Regions from separate parts of the Mus musculus genome. Here region 2 is linked to region 1. A link is a contact called in public HiChIP or PLAC-seq data. All regions are on one chromosome and are shown on one strand. Each heading gives the region's core, a stretch centred on a gene start, on an enhancer-like site or on the middle of the called end of the contact. The rest is flanking DNA. Distances are from core to core; before and after follow the strand shown.

Evidence for each region. HiChIP or PLAC-seq counts read pairs in DNA pulled down with a chosen protein or histone mark.
Region 2: a contact with region 1 is called in an H3K27ac HiChIP or PLAC-seq map of T-cell acute lymphoblastic leukemia, with 2.3 times the contacts expected there. The contact joins two enhancer-like sites. A contact is called at or near these places in 1 of 115 datasets of contacts at active chromatin or transcription factors (T-cell acute lymphoblastic leukemia) and 3 of 9 other capture datasets (adipose tissue, embryonic stem cells and liver).

What each region holds. Positions count from the first base shown.
Region 1 is chr12:112,745,057-112,749,666 of GRCm38.p6, reverse strand. It overlaps Cep170b (centrosomal protein 170B), which reads right to left. Exons shown (of 19, transcript NM_001024602.3): 19 at 3,076-4,610. Among named protein-coding and RNA genes, the nearest start is that of Pld4, 13 kb to the left of the region's middle. Within about 2 kb of position 2,751, at least 100 of the 459 cell types and tissues checked have an H3K27ac peak or open chromatin away from gene starts, as enhancers often do. A contact at or near this core is called in T-cell acute lymphoblastic leukemia, where this site is marked.
Region 2 is chr12:113,047,644-113,052,253 of GRCm38.p6, reverse strand. Pacs2 (phosphofurin acidic cluster sorting protein 2) reads right to left here. Exons shown (of 24, transcript NM_001081170.1): 5 at 2,285-2,447; 6 at 1,664-1,737; 7 at 1,293-1,373; 8 at 1-23. Among named protein-coding and RNA genes, the nearest start is that of Tex22, 25 kb to the left of the region's middle. Within about 2 kb of position 2,258, at least 54 of the 459 cell types and tissues checked have an H3K27ac peak or open chromatin away from gene starts, as enhancers often do. A contact at or near this core is called in T-cell acute lymphoblastic leukemia, where this site is marked.

The DNA.
Region 1 (4,610 bases), core at 1,502-4,001:
TGCCCCCTTCTAGAGTGTTTCCCTTTTTTTAAAAAAGATTTATTTATTTATTATATGTAAGTACATTGTAGCTGTCTTCAGACACTCCAGAAGAGGGAGTCAGATCTCGTTCGGGATGGTTGTGAGCCACCATGTGGTTGCTGGGATTTGAACTCTGGACCTTCGGAAGAGCAGTCGGGTGCTCTAACCCACTGAGCCATCTCACAAGCCCTGTTTCCCATTTTTTAACATGGAAAATATTTTCTTTTTTACTCTCTCTAACTCTCTCCTTCCTCTGGAGACTTTCCTTTAGTTCTTTCTCTCTTGTTCCTTTGGAAACTATTTCTCTCTCTCCTTTCTGGGAGATTTAAAAAAAATATCTAAACTCAGTGTTTCTATGGTTGGCTGTGTTCAGTTTCCTTATTTTCTTTAGCCTCTATGCACCTTTTAAAACATTTTTATCTATTTATCTTTTTTTCCTCCAGAGACTTAATCGTCTATGTGCATTTATTTCTCTATTATTGCCTTCCAAACTTAGTATCTTTTTCTGCATTTAACTTTCTCTAAATTATTTCTCATCCTTGTGTGGCTTACTCTTTTTAATGTACTTAATTCTCTTCAAGGATTTTATATTACTAGTCTTAAACTATTTACATCTATCTATGGTGCCATACCCAGTCTTTTTCCCTTTTTAGCATTTAAACATAATTTCAAACATTTTTTACCTGATCAGGAGTTCATTTATCTGCACTACGGTTTCTTCTTGTGTCTGTTTGCGTTGGCCAGAGCTGGTTCTGTGCCAAGCCCGACCCCTTCCCATTCAGCTCACAGAGAAGAGGTGTTTCTGCCGTCCGTGTGTGTATCTGGCATCAGAGGCACCAGCTAGGAATGGTGTCACACCAAATGCTGACCCTTCCCCTGTGGCCTGCCACCTCGGGGCTGAATTCAGCTACTCTGTCCTCGTTACAGGCTCTGTATGTCCCAGCTACAGGCGGAAGCTCAGCCTCCCCCACATCAAGGTTGGGTCTGGCCTGTAACACTCTCTCTTCCAACCCTTCTCCTGAATCACGCTACACTTGGGGAGTCACAGCTACTGTGGCCCCAGGATCAGGTATAAGAGCTCCTTTTCTATTCTGCAGATGTGCGCGTGTGTGTTTAAAGATTTATTTATTATATAATTTAAGTACACTGTAGCTGTTTTCTGACACACCAGAAGAGGGCATCTGATCTCACTACAGGTGGTTGTGAGCCACCATGTAGTTGCTGGGATTTGAACTTAGACCTCTGGAAGAGCAGTCAGTGCTCTTAATCACTGAGACAACTCTCCAGCTCTTGCTCCTGCCCTGCTCGCCCTGGCCCCTCGCTGTAGCTGTCTTCAGATACCCCAGAAGAAGGCAACACATCTTAACCGCTGAGCCATCTCTCCAGCCCGTGTGTGTGTGTGTGTGTGTGTTTTAAATATATCCACCTTTGTACTGCCCTGTGGTTTCCCAGTTCCTGGCTAGAGAATCATCTTCTACCCAGTTCTTAGGTTCTAAGCTTAGATTTCTAGTCCCACATTGGGCATCAAACACAAAATAATTCTTCAGAGGGTTTTCTATGTCCCTTTGCTCCCAAGTGACAACAGGGCATTTCTACACCTGTTCTAGACAGAGACCTGGCATCTTTATTAACAAGCTGCAAGCACTAAGCTAGGCAGACATTTATCTATCCTCACACTCTATGGCGGCCAATGCCAAGACACACAGTCCTTGATTTGCATCTGAACCTCGCCTTGGCTCTTCGTCTGTCTGTGTGTCCTATGGCCCATCACAACCTCACAGCAGATCCTCCCAGTCCATACTCACGCTTTCCACTGTTCCCTCCCCACTTCTGCTAATAGGCCATCAGCTTGTTACTGACAAGCGATGCTTCCACACAGTACACGAGAGGTTATCCCTGCACCAAGGCCCATGTCCTGTGTGTCATGAGCTACATGGCGATGACATAAACAGTCCCAGGCCTGGGGCAGTCTCGAGGTACATGCAGCCTTCATCCTGCTCTGTGGTGGCTTCCTTAGCCTCCTGCAGTTTCTCCCACAAGGGCAGGTCATGGCCAGTCTGTGCAGCCCAGGGCTTGCTCTCTCCCACGCTCTTCTTGGCGGTTTGGTTCTGCAAAGCCTTGCTGCTTTGTCCTTCCTGCTGTGGTGATGTGTCCCTGCTCAGTAGCAGTACTGTGATGTCTGGAGCAGCTGCCCTCTCATGCAGTAGAGGGCAGCTGTCAGCTCCGTGTCCCCTCAGGGGGACCACAGCCCTGCTTTTACTGTGATGTCTGGAGCAACTGCCCTCTCATGCAGTAGAGGGCAGCTGTCAGCTCCGTGTCCCCTCAGGGGGACCACAGCCCTGCTTTGTCTGTTGCCTCCCACCTGAAAGCTCTTGTTTTGTGCATTTTCTCCCAGTTGAAGGTGAGAACATGACTTACCCTGTCACCCCATGGCTCCTTGTTATGGTTGGATCTGGACTGTCCCCTCACAGGCTCAGAACTGCGGAAGCTCAGGAGGCGGGGCCTGGTAGCAGGGCCTTTGGAGGGGAGAGCTGAGCCCAGTTCTAGTCTACTCTCTGCTTTCTGATCTGTAATGAAGTGAGGAATTGGGGCTGGAGAGGCGGCTCAATGGTTAGGAGAATTGGCTGTTCTTGCAGAGGACCTGACTTGGCTTCCAGAGCCCGCACAGCGGATAACAAACATCTGTAATTCCAGTTTCAGATGACACAATGGCCTCTTCTACTCTCCACTGACACTAGGAGTGCATACGAAAATGCAGGCAAACCACTAATACACATTAGCTTAAACAAAAGCAGACATCTGCTTGCTGCTTCCTTGCTTTGAGTGCCACCTGGTGGCAACATCTGAATTCATTTTTTTTTTTTTTAAAAGACCATCTTGTTAAGTAGCCCTGGCTGGGAGCAGATATAGAGATCCCTGCCTCCCAAGTTCTTTGGACAAAGGCATATGCCACCACACCCACTGCCTTTAGTGTCTTGAGCCCCTCAGAGACTCCTTGTGTCAAGGAGATGGTCACCCAACACCATCCCCAGAGAAGAGGGCCGAGGCGGCAGTCACTGGTGTGCTGCCACGTGGAGGAATGATTTATTAGAACAAATTTCATGACAAATCATATAAAATAACCATTTCCTGAAAGACATCCACAAGACCGCCTGAGAACAATGTACAGAGATACCTTCAGAAGCCAGGCATGTACAGTACCAATGCCGGGTTGAAGGCTAAAGTGACAGAGGAACTAAGTATGGAGAGGAACACCAATTTGTGCATTAAAAAAAAAAAATTACACAGTGATGACCAAGGGTGGGAGGCATGGACTCTGCAGGACAGCCGTTTACTTACAGGGAGCAGGCTGTGGGCAATGTGTGGGACATGCAGGCGGAGCAGCCAACAGGCTGAGCTGGCACCTCCTCCAGACAAACAGCAAGCTCTACACACACACACACACACACACACACACACACACACACACACACACACACATACACACGTAAACATCAGGTGGGCTGGGCAGAGGCACACAGGACCCGTGCATGACTCTATCAGCTAAGTGTAAACAGGGAGACCCATGCTACCCCTGGGCTCTGGGCCCCCCGCTGCAGCTACCTCTCCCAGCAGACAGGTCCTGTTCAGGAGCAACGCCCACACACACATCAGGCAGGTCCCAGAGCACACCCATGCCAGCCTGGTCAATAAGGGACTGTCCCCATCCCACTCCAGCCACCGGGCTCTTTGGCTTAGTGCCTCCAGAAGCATCAGCAAGGGGCAGCAGCAGGGCAGCTACCCTGCTCACCTGGCAGGCCCCAGCCGCACAAATCCTGAGAAAGCATAACCAGTAGTGAGCCTGTCCCTGCCAGGCCTCCGCAACGGATCGGGCCGCAGGAGCCTGCTGCAGTTACCACTTCCTGCCCGCACCATCTGGGACGGCAGGGGCAGGTACATGGTTTAGATCACAAAGCCAGGAGCTTCCAAATCTCTTTCTGCCACTCTGGTAAAGCACTCGCCACAACCAACGGGATTGCTGGCCCACCTAGCTACACCCAGCCCCACTGTAAGGAAGCCCAGTGTCCCTAGCTGGGATGAATCCACTCAGGAGAGCTTGCTGGGACAGTACCCAAACTCAGTGGGTTTGGCAGTTGTGTTGGCACCAAGGACTTAGAACCACTCGTCTGCCCAGGTTGATGGACTCTGCAGCAGCTCCGGCCGTGGACTCAGTAGGAGCCACAAGGCAAGTGGCCTCCTTCCTGGGCAGTTTGGGGACATGCCAAACCCATCCAGCTCCTGTGTTTGGCACTGACTGGCCCCAGGGTCCAGCTCCTTTCTCTGTCTGGCCTCAAGCCAGCACATAGGGATGAGACGGGGCCTCCCAGGCTGGGCCTGGACCTAAGCGGGGCCTGCAAGTTCCTGCAAGGGAGCAATGTACTCTTTCCTTTAAAGCTACCAACAAAAACAATGGTGATTGACAGGAGGTGAATATGGGGCCTCACCAGCTGGCCCTTGGCAGTGGACACCCCAGGGGCTAGGCTGGGAGGCCTGTGGAGGTGGGGGCGCCATGGGCTGGATGAAGTGGTTCAGGTGCTGGCTGAGGAGGG
Region 2 (4,610 bases), core at 1,009-3,508, 300 kb before region 1:
ACCTTCTGCTTGAAGTTCTGTTGCTGTAAGACAAGAAGCACAGGAAGCTCATGTAAGGAATGATGATGGGAGGGGCTACATTCCTGGGACAAAGCAAGGAACTGCACTCTGGTCTCTCAGTAATGAGGGACAGGAGGAGACACAGCTCACACACTATGAAAGCATAAACTGGACGCAGCTTTTACATGCAGCCATGTGCACATTTTTAGTGTTGGAAAGCACAGCCTGAGTCCAGACTCAGAAACGCCTGGGGAGCTGACAGTCCACAGCCACTAAGGGCGATTGAGGAAGGGCACAGGGTGGCTCTGCAGCCGCAGAAGCTTCAGCAGCCCCATCCAGGCTCTCTAGCGCCTGCCACAGCTCCACCTCCCAGGGAAGGTCCTGGCCTCATCCTCAGGAGGAAACTGCCACCCTGTGGGAGGCACTCAGGATAGCTCATGGTGGATGAGACCAGGGATCCTGTAAGCTCTGAGCTTAGTCAAGCTGCTCGCACTGTTGGCTGCAGTGCCTCTGCTCCAGCCACTGTCCTCTCAGTATGGCTACCCTTACAGAACTGACCCTAACAGGGAGGACTCTTCCTGCACAACCCCTCAGGCTGGCCCATGAACTCCAGATGTGCTGCCTGTGGTCAGGGGAGACCCAGTTTATATTCAGCTTCTGTACTGTGGCCACTGTCTGTCCACAACCTCCTCATACCTGCCAAAGGCTGACAGTGCTGTCCCTGGTCAGTATCGACAAGGGGCTACCCATGCCAGTCAGTCCTGAAGCCCAGTGCCGGGCTCTAAGGGCTGCAGGTCCATTGGTGGTCACCGGGCAGGATGAGAATGGGCTAAAGTCTACCCCGCATTTCCTCCCATGGGAAAGGCCTAACAGCTGAGTCTCTGTGCTGCAGAGCAGGCTCCACACAGGGTGAGTCTGAGTCCCACACTGACAGGACAACAACACCCAGTGGCCTCTATCTGTAGGCTTGTGGGCTTGAGGCAGCTATCCCAGCCTTATTCCAGATCCCAGGGCTCCATGACCATATAAAGCTGGAGTGGGGGCAGGAGAGAGTGGCAGCCAGAAGACATCCTTGTCTGGCTTATGTCCATTTTGAATAATAACAACTAGGTGCTAGTTAGACAGGATTCTGGACTCTGGGCAAGTGGGAATTCTGAGGCTCTTTCAGGCCATATATGAGGTCCTCAGGAAAGGCTGTCTGTCCTCTTTCCCACAGCCTTCCAGTGAGCCTCCCAGCCTCTGCCCACCCTCCTCACCCTTTCCCAGTGTTAGTAAAACGAGTTTCCACCGACCCTGGTCATGGACGTCGTTCTTACTATCGAGCGCCGCTGCTTCTTGGGTTTTCCCACATCAAAGTCGTCCTCGTCAAGATCCTGTACAGACAGAGGCAGAGAGCCTGAGGCCACCGCGCCCACACAGCAGCCCGCCCCACAGTGCAAGGGAGGCCATCACTGGGCAGTCAGCTACTATTAGTCCCAAACCCTGCAGAGTTGCCTACTAACATGTTGTAGGCCCAGGGAAGAAACAAACAGGTGTGGCACATATAGTCCCCTTCTCATCCTGTGTGGGCTCACTCAGGGAAGGCCCTCAGTCCCCAGCCCTGATCTACAGAGGTGGAAGAGGGAGGTGCCAGGTACCTCCCCATCTCAGGCTCAAACTTTACCTGCCCTTGTACAGCATCGTCACTGGCTTCTTGTTCAGAGGAAAAGCTCTCATACTCCTCCTCAGAGTAGTTATCTGTGGAATGAGCACACAGAAGGGAGAGTACCTCTAGATTCTACCCAACGCCATGGCGATGAGGTGGCAACAGAACCATGGGTGTCCCCTGGGAGCAGAGGGGAGACAGACCCGTGTAGACCAGGGAACATGGAGGCACAGCATTGGTGTCTCAAGGAACACGCCTGCTGACATGTTGGTGGAGTAAGGAACACGTCTGCTGACATGTGCCTGCTGGCATGTTGGTGGAGTAAGAGAGCAGGGGAAACAGAGCGACCCCCACTGTGATGGCAGCAGCAATGACAGGGGCCAAGCACCTTCTCCACACCAGAAACTGGGTGTTCACAACATCGAAGGCCACAGGATAGATCCATGGCACCTACATATCGAGGGTTCAGAGAACTTATAAATGAACTTCAACAGTGCACACGACTCCCTCAAAGCTTCTAGCTAGAGAAAAGCCAAAAGACTCTACCTTCTCCGACCACACTGGGACGGCCTCCCACACATGTGGCAGGAAGTGGCAAGAGCAGAGCGGGGTAGCAGAGGAAGGAAGGCAGTGACTCACCTGTGGACTTGGTCTTGGGGCCAGCCTGCATGGCACTATCCTCATGGTCGATGGGCTGGCTGGACAGGGAGACGATCCAGATCTCGGCCACCTTGACAGAGGCCTCTTTGATGCTGCTGCAGAGGCTCAGAACTTGGCCGCCCTCAGAGGGGTGCTGCATCACCTATGGAACATGGTTCTAGGTATCAGGAGGGCTTCCACCCCAGAGAGCTCCAATATTCAGGAGCAGGGCGCACCTAGTAGAAGGCTGGCAGGAAACCAGAGAAACCCCTGGGCAAAGCAGATTGGCTGAGCAGGGAGGTCAGCGCTGGGATTGGAATTTCTGACTGCAGATAGACGGAGGAGTGATCTATAGACCAGTCAGTTCTGGCACCCCTGCTGCCCCGTGGACATCACTCAAATTGTTCCTACCCCCACTCACCACTGTCTACTGTCCAGATGTCAGTAGCAGCCTCAGTGTGTGACAGTGGGGGCCACTCAGCCTTGGGGAAACGTATGTAAAGACTCATGAGGGCAGACGTCAAGGAGAAACAGCTTAACAAGCTAGCAAGGGCAGCAGAAAGCAGTACTGACCTAGCGATTATCCTGGCCCTGACATTACCTCAAAAGCAGACACAGATGCTAGGCCTGTTCCTGATAGGGCATACAAGTTGCTTTGGGGCCTCTTGATCAGACTCAAATGTTAAAATTTTATAGATTAAAAAAAGATTGGTACTGGAGCCAACAAGATGTCTCAGCAGGTAAAGGTATTGCAATGACCTCATTTCAATCTCTAGAAGGCACATGGTGGAAAAAAAATCTACTGCCATAAACTGTCCTCTGACCTCAACACATATGTGCGCACACATGCACACAAATAAACACATATAATCATTTTTTTAAATTGGGGACTGATTTAGGATGACAACTCTAGTCAGTAAAGAAAATTAAAGAAAGGATGCTCACATTTTTTTCTAACCAACATTTCAGAAACTGAATCAGGAAGGCAGGCCAGCCACCCTGTGCCAGATACTGGGGCCTTCATGCGCAAAGTGTGCACAGGAGACACATGGAAGAAAAACCTCTCTCCCCTAACACTCTAGATGCACTAAGTGCTTGTCACCTCCCTAAGGTAGCCTCAGATCTAAGTGCGAACAGAAGCTCAAAAACAAGTATCCATTAGGAAGCTGACCTCTGCAGCACCGGTATGTGACCACAGGAGTTGAGGGACACCCAGGCTTGGGTAAGATGGGGGAGTGCAGTGTAGGCATGGTATGTGTGCGTGTGCATGTGTGCATGCACGTGTGAACCAGGATAAGGTGGAGTCTCTTTACCTAGAAAAACATGCTCTCCGGCTTCCTCTACTGGGAGGGTAGGGAACAAAAAGGACGTGCTAAAGACAGGCCTGAACGCCTGCTCTGACCTCAGCAGACTACTGCTCTCTGGAACATCCTGACATGGAGCCACAGGTAACTCAGGGCCTGGTCCTGCCTGGACAGAAGCATACGCTGTACCAGCTGCTTCACCTCAAAAGAGCCTTCTGGTCCAGGCAGGGTCCCAGGCAGACGCACAGACAAGGCCCTGGCAAAGGCTTGTGCCGCTCTCAACCCTGCTTTGCTGCCAGCCCTTTTCTTCATGCTCTCTTTGGCTCCCTGGGCTGCAGCTGGGCTTCTGGAAACATCTTGGATTGGGACTGGCCAGCTAGGCACAATCCTGGACAGCAGCAGTTCCTGCTTCAATAGCTCAGCAGTTCAGCACTCGGAAACCCTCTGGCCCAGCAGAAGCTGGTGACACTGAGTGACACAGGAGGAGCTAAAGCCAAGTCACTCTGTGGCGCCTCCTCCTCTCTACTCCTCACAGCCTTTTTCATTTTCAAAGTTAAGGAAGCTTAAGAGGGTAAAGAGTAGAGCAGGGTCCTAGGAGGTGTGAAAAGTGGCCTTTGGGAACTACAGACACTGAGTGAGGGAACCTTAGGAGTGACGGGGCACAGGAAGCGTGCAGTCTTTAAACCATAGGTGCTGTAGCAGATGTACTTTGGGTATGGTCACTCCAGCAACTGCCTATAGAATCAGAGGGAAAGCCTTAGGCCAGGAAGGCAAGGGAAGTTCCAAGAGACGGGATGTGGCAGGCTTGAGTGCTTAGGCCAGGATGGAGAGACCTGAACGCACAGTGGCTGACGAGGCACTGAGTAGCCCCGAATCCTTGGGTAGCTCACGCTGAGGACGGTGTCATATCCTGGCTTGCAGCCAACCTTCCAGCCTCAGGTGGCCACCAACACAGCTGCATACTTGTCCCAGACACGAACTGGAACTCCAAAAGAGGAAAGCTCTATAACTTAGGGACAAAG